Linked DNA regions of Thunnus thynnus: region 1 is linked to region 2. The links are chromatin contacts, called in public Hi-C maps. All regions are on one chromosome and are shown on one strand. The core of a region is the stretch at or near the end of the contact, and the rest is flanking DNA. Distances in the headings are between cores, read along the strand shown. Region 1 holds the start of ctdp1 (CTD (carboxy-terminal domain, RNA polymerase II, polypeptide A) phosphatase, subunit 1). Region 2 holds the start of LOC137197959 (heat shock factor-binding protein 1-like protein 1).

Region 1 (3,706 bases), core at 186-2,685, 160 kb after region 2:
TGCACATGCATCATTCTGCACAGTGAAGCTCAAACATTCAACTGTAGGAACAAGAAGAAAAATGTATTTTGAGTGGAAGGGGACTTAAAAAAAAAAAAAGGTTTTATTTTGAAGGTCCTGACCAGAACTGTGCTTGTTTATTTTGAGCAGCTTGACAATTGTGGACGTTAACTTAGCACCTACACTTAGCAACGTTAGCTTGTTAGCTAGCTAGCATAACATTGCGGGTGAAGTGTGCAACTCGCAAAGCTGAACCGACACTACAGCTGACATGTTGTCTGTAGCCTCTCCAGGCAGGGGGCAAGTGCAGCTCACATTAACGAGCTATAGCAGGCAGAGTGACTCACCCAGGGGGTATGACTTGTCCAAGTTGACAGCATAGCTCCTTGACTACTCCAGCACGGTCCGACTTCACCTTCCTCTCTGGCAGCCTGGCAGCCCCCTTCTCCTCCGGAGATATGGGAGCACAAAGTGCGAGCACGGAGTCCACGTTAACAAGGGATCCGGGTTTCACTTTCCACTCCAGGAGCCGTAGAGGGAGAGCCCCGGACGGCCAGCAGATATCTGCCACCTGCACCACGGGCCCCTCCGCTGCTGCACCGCCGCCAGAGTCTGCAGGGGGATCCTCCATGCTCCGCACTTTCCCCAAAAAAACTCTTTAGTTTGTCGCGACGGTCCTCTCACAACGTATCCACTAGACCCCGCAGTGCCCCGTGAATCATTAAAACTTGCAAAATAACCTGCATCAAGGAGAAATAAAACAAAAGTGCTGCCGTAGCTAGCTTGTACAGTCAGCTATGTTCGCTCTTCCCGCCCGTAAAAGATTTTTTTTTTCCTAGGACGGCGAAGTCACGACCCGCCCTACTCTGCCTCTGATTGGTTTACCCTGATATTCGTACACTAATCCTAACCAATCTCATTCCTCATGCCTAAATCTAACCAACCCAACCAACGAATGCAACGAGTACTAGCCAATCAGAGGCAGAGTCGTGCGGGTCATGAGTTCGCCATCCTAGGAAAAAACAATTTGGCCTCACGTAAACAGGAAAGCGCAACACTGCAGCTACCGCATCCGGTAGACTATCGCCAACCTAGATGAGAAAACACGCTTTCAACTCAGGTTTCCAAATATAACACCTCATTGAACACCAGCGCTATGGTTAATTGAAACGTTACCATTGTTGTAAAAACTTCAGTTTCCCTCCATTTAATATCTAATGATTACACTGATAAATGTGAGTGCGTGTCGTTATGGATAACGCACAACCTACATGTGGTTTTACACGAGGCTGAAGTCAGCTTCTGATTCGAAGTTCATAGAAAAGTTAAGGGAAAACGTAAATATTATATTATAATATGTAGCAGCTGATTCTCCATTTTTTCACCACTTACACTCATGAAAAAGTGTTAGACTTCGTAGCAAAAGCCTTAACGCAATCCATCCTCAGATTTGTGAAACCTTTTATTTTGATTATGAAAACAAAAAAAAGGCAATTTTACTGATATTTCTCCACCAAGACCACATTAGACCAGGTCCAGATCGAAAACCACTACACTTAGACGCGTCAAATTTTAATAATAATAATAACAATCTAGTCCAGATTTGACAAGTCTAAGTGTAGTGGTTTTTGATCTGGACCTGGTTCAATGTGGTCTGGGTGGAGAAATATCAGTGAAATCACCCTTTTTTCTGTTTTATGTGACCCGCTCCCTGTTTAGATATAAAGGGCTCATTCTAAGGTAACAAAAACACAACGATTCTTATTTTCGGATGATTATACACTAATTAAAACATAATTATGAATATTATATTCCATTTCTGCCAAGTCCGCTTCGCTAGATGCCACTAAATTCTGCAAACTGGACCTTTAAATCGAATGAGAAGCTAACTTCAGTGTCGTTGTTTTCTTTCCTGAAACTGAGCCATTTTACAACCGTTATTCTGAAGGTTTACTCCCTTTCCGGTCACGCTAAATCTGGCGAGCTTGTTAAAACAGCAACGCACATGCGACGCAGTATCCAAGTGTCATATTATCAACATAAATCCCAACTAAATGTGGCTGCAATGGAAAAACCCAAGACATCCAAACTTTTGTTGTTTGTTTTCCCCCTGCCACTTTCCACAGGGCTTGAGATGAGGACCATGGGATCTAGAGCCACCTGATGTAAGATGATGTAACAGAGAAATAATAATACACTAATGTCCCATGTGTCACAGTCGGTTGAACAGGCTTGTTTGCCTTATTCGTGCATCATTTACAAGTCTAACGTGAACAGGCTCTCTCTACGCGATGCTCCCACACAGATTAAAGTGCGCTGTAGAAAAGTTAGAGGTCATACTGTGTAAATTACATTTCTGACCCTCAAGGTCATATTAGTTTTAAATTATTTTTTGTGCTTTGCAAGACGGTTAATAATGGTCTTTATAGGTTGACGTTAGGATGAATGGATGGAGGAGGAGACATGAAAAACAAGTGAATAGACACCTCGGACAAAAAAGCATGCCTCGCTCGGACCACTCCGGATGATCGATGACGTTTTGTTTGATACCTCCCACCAGAGAGTCCGCCATCAAGATGCATCACCGTCCAGTCCGCATGTCCGCCCGGTGCTTAAAAAAAGTGCACCTTCTGGTAACATGGGAGGAGGTATTACTGTGGCCAGTAAAAGTACAAGGTTCATATTTCATACATAACTGATAAGAGTCACAGTACTGACAATAACTGGCCCCTCAGATCCCGTTGGGTTGGAGCTCCTTTAATTAGTCTCACTGAATGTTATTAAAGATTTTTCAGAATTTAAAATCCCCCTCCACTCAGACACATGTTTTGCTTTTTGTTACCTCTCTTGGATGTTTGGTCTTCACTGTGCATGATGATTATCGTGCAGAGTTTTCTTTTTTACAAAAGTTTCTCACCTTAAATCTGAGTTTAAGACGTGTACCTACCTACTACTTACACAAGTGTGATGTCTAGTACACATACACTGAGGAGAATGGACTTTTCAGTAGTAGGAGGAGAAGTAGGAGATGTCTGAATGATTTTGCATATCCATGGATTATTTTTTTATACCGGGAAAAGGAGTTTAGAATCGATACGTTATGGCTTAATTGTCAGTTTACACTGAAATTCATTCTGTGTCCTTAGGCAGTACACTTACACATGACACTTTTCATAGACATACAAAACATGTCACACAGTCATGACAATCATACATATCACATCATATCCTCTTGATTCAGATCTCAGATAGCAGCACACTGATTTTGGTTTAACAATCAACACATTATTACTCCAAGCAGAGCATTTCTATGTCTTAAAGAGATCTTTTAGTGATCACAAACATCACAGCAGGAGACAAGTGTATAGAAACTGATGGAATCCATGTAATAATGAATGAATGAATGAATTTACCACATAAGGAAAAATTTAAATTTAATTGAAATGGAACTGTTAATTGGCACAGCATTCAATGATTTAGGATTTTTTTACTGATGATTTTTAATTGCATAATTAAATATATTTAAACTGTAATGACTCACTTAGCTGTATAATGTTTGTTTGAATGAATCAATTAATCTAAAGATAATAATTATTTTACAATTCAAAAGACTGTTTATGCCAATTATTACGATGGCACACTGCAAGAACAATCTCTTCGCGGCGTCTGGACTGAACAATGATAAATAAATAAACCTATGCACATT
Region 2 (3,169 bases), core at 540-3,039:
CTGATGTCAACACAGAAATCCCATTTGAAGATGTTTGATGAAAGTGTAGTGTGGAACTCTGGCAAAGCACCAGCAAGCCACAGTTTTTGGAGATTACATGGACAGAGCTCATCTGACAGTTGGCCTGCTGTCACTTTGAAATGGCCTGCTCCTCCATACCAGCTTGTGTCATGAGCTCAGCCACATTCTTCTCGAGGCCATCAATGCGTGTTCCCATCTCATCTAGTGTGAAAGTGAAGGAAACAACCTGCACATGTTGTCCAGTTAGAGCCAGACAGTGACAACAACAGAATGCAGAAACTGAGAAAATAATAGCACTACAGCTGTTTGGAGAAACTGGGCGGGCTTTTTTTTGTGGTTTTCACAGCTGTAAGAAGTACAATAGTAATATCACCAGTTAGCATGTATGCTAGGAGGGAACTACAGAGTTGAATTAACTGAGGTTTCAGCTGTCTTACTGACTTCAGTAGTAGATACAATTCTTAAATTGGGGGGTGTATTATCTAAGCAAAATTATTTATATCATTATTCTGTTTTGACCAATAATGTGATAACTTAAAGTCCCCCTCCTCTCAAAAATGTGTTTTGCTTATTATTGTTTCACTTGGATGTTTGACTGTGAGCAGAGTTTGACACTAAAAGGCTGTTTTCACATTGATCTCCTGAAGGAAGAATGTTTCTCGTGCTCACCTTAATTCTGAGTTTCACATGAGTACATACCAGCAGGATTTATGACATCACAGCTTGTTAGGAGCCAATCACGGTTCACTATGTAACTTAAACAAGTGTGATGTGGAGACTTAAAACCTCCAGTGCACATACACACTGAGAATGGACTTTTCAGTGAAGTCAGAGACATCTTGTGTCCAGCTGTTAAACTTATTTACTTTGAAATTTTCATATTCATAGTTTCTGGATTTTTTTTAATGATGGCGAGGGAATATAGGTAATTTGAAGGGTTTTTTGACTAGGTACTTCAACTGTTTTGTAGAAACCCCATATCACATACACGTTATTATTCCAGCTAAGTGTTTTTACATGTCCTAAAACATGTCTGCAGGGGGTATTTAATATGGAATATACAAATGGACAGCTGTATGTGTTTTACCATATTCCTGGTAAAGACAAAGCACTGTTAAACTATATCATTATGTCGAAGGGCCCCAGTAACAAGTGTATTGTAGTATTCAGTCTCGCCCTTTAAACAATTTTTGATTTTTTTTTCTTTTTTGGTTGCAGCTCACAACCAACTGAATTAACTGGATAGTTTAAGCAGATATCTGCTCTACAAAAATACCTTAGTTTAACCAAAATGCTGTCACTAAGCTTGTGTCATTTCCTATCACCACATAGGACAGGGTTTTAACTGTTACATGAGCAGCACAGTTATAAAAGGATATATTTTGTCTCCAGCTGTCCAGAGATTTCCTGGAATCTTCCTTGAAGTCGCTGCATTGTTTCCTCCATCTGTAAAGACAGGAAAACATCATAAAGTATCCAGTCTAATGTTCACTTTAACGTCACAGCTCACATTAAACCAACTTACCGCCTCTGTCATATCTTTAGCTGCCTTGCAGTCTGTTTTTGACATCGTTTATCCAACAATACACAAACCTCTGACGTCTGTCAGTCTGGGATATAAAGCTCCACCTCACAACCCGTCTATAGGTGAGTGAGAGAGAAAGTCAGTTATCTTTTTAACTCATCTAAATCCCAACTCTATTTCTCCCTTCACGACAGCTGGCTATGACTTCAATATAACTTTGCAGTAAGTTGAGTTAATGACTAAAAATAGCACGACTTCCGCCTGTAGTATTCTTCATTTCAAAATAAAGGTGACTGTACTTGCTACATATTATTTCATCTTTCACATAGAGAATAATAGAGCTTTGAAAAGTATTCAGTCCCCAGTTAAAAAACTGTGGTGGCTGCTGCTGAAAATAAACTCACTTAATATTCATATATTCACATGACATACAAAAAATTTTCAATTTGTATGTGCGGCCCTTGTAATCTCATCTTTTTTTTAAAAAAAAGTAGTTTAATTTGTTTATTTAACAGTGACTATACAGATAAACATTGTTACATACAGATCAGAAATGCAACAGATATAATGTATACAGCATCGATGTATTAGGTGTCTAGTTGAAGCTGATTCGCAGCCTTAAGTCTTGGAACTGTCTGATAAATGTTTGTCTACAATGCAAATGTGAAGTTCCCTTAACCAGACAGTCCACCAGGCAGTGGCAATGATGACAGAATTGTCTGTAGTTACCCATTTGAGCCCACATGTTGCCCTACGCTTTTATTATGAAGGTACATTTTTCTGAATTTCCGGTCTCATGCCTGACGTTGACATCCGTAGTGATTTGCATGCATGGTCGCATATGGGAAGGGCATTGTTGTTAACCCTTTGTGATCTGGTTTAGCCTGTCAGACAGCTCACTGTGTGTTCAGTGAGATGAGCAGGAACACACTGAAGCTCTGCTCTTTATATAAGAGATTATCCTGCTTCACAGTGACAGATGACAGATGAGGAGCTGTCTGCCACGCTGCTTATATAACTTTCATTAAACCCTTACAAATCTTTATAATCTGGATTTTGCGACTGTGACGGTCACCGTTCATTCCTGCTGAATCTTTTGTGCACTGTGTGTATCATTAGAGATGGCCCTGCAAAATGCACTATGACACCCAGTTCAAAAAATACTGATGTGTATTACCAGTGAATCGGATAAAATTAACCAAGGAAAGGAAAAAGGAAGGTTTGGCATATTGCCAAACTACTTTGTCATTAAACAAATGACTACAAAATCATTTCCAGGGCCTTCTGGGCACCTGAGGGTCAGGTGGGTCAGTTGCCCACTTTTCCTGGTTGGTGATCTAGCTTTGGTCTACCAAAGCCTTTACCATTACCTTTTATTTTTAATAAAGCACTATCATTTTAAACTTTGAGCCACTGGAAAGTTTTAGTCAACACAGACAGAAACACTTTGCCTTGTCATAGTAGGAAAAGCACAGTGTGAATAACATTAACAATGGCTCTGTTGTATTCAAGTTACCAGCAACAAATGACAGCGTGACAGTGGACCCTGAAACTCTAGAAGCTAAATGGAATTCAGTCTTCATTCATTTAATCATTTAGACCTGTGCTTTTCCTACATGTCAA

What was found. A called contact is a pair of places that touch in the nucleus more often than the background predicts.
Region 1: a Hi-C map of muscle shows a contact between it and region 2, with 8 times the contacts expected there. The contact joins the promoter of ctdp1 here to the promoter of LOC137197959 in region 2. A contact is called at or near these places in 2 of 3 Hi-C or Micro-C datasets (both in muscle).

The regions. Positions count from the first base shown.
Region 1 is chr15:24,932,862-24,936,567 of fThuThy2.1, forward strand. It overlaps ctdp1 (CTD (carboxy-terminal domain, RNA polymerase II, polypeptide A) phosphatase, subunit 1), which reads right to left and starts at 1,436. Exons shown (of 13, transcript XM_067611516.1): 1 at 348-1,436. The coding sequence starts at 631. It overlaps adck5 (aarF domain containing kinase 5), which reads left to right and starts at 1,815. Exons shown (of 15, transcript XM_067611518.1): 1 at 1,815-2,165.
Region 2 is chr15:24,771,114-24,774,282 of fThuThy2.1, forward strand. LOC137197959 (heat shock factor-binding protein 1-like protein 1) reads right to left here and starts at 1,790. Exons shown (of 3, transcript XM_067611507.1): 1 at 1,547-1,790; 2 at 1,401-1,467; 3 at 1-225. The coding sequence starts at 1,591. The coding sequence ends at 131.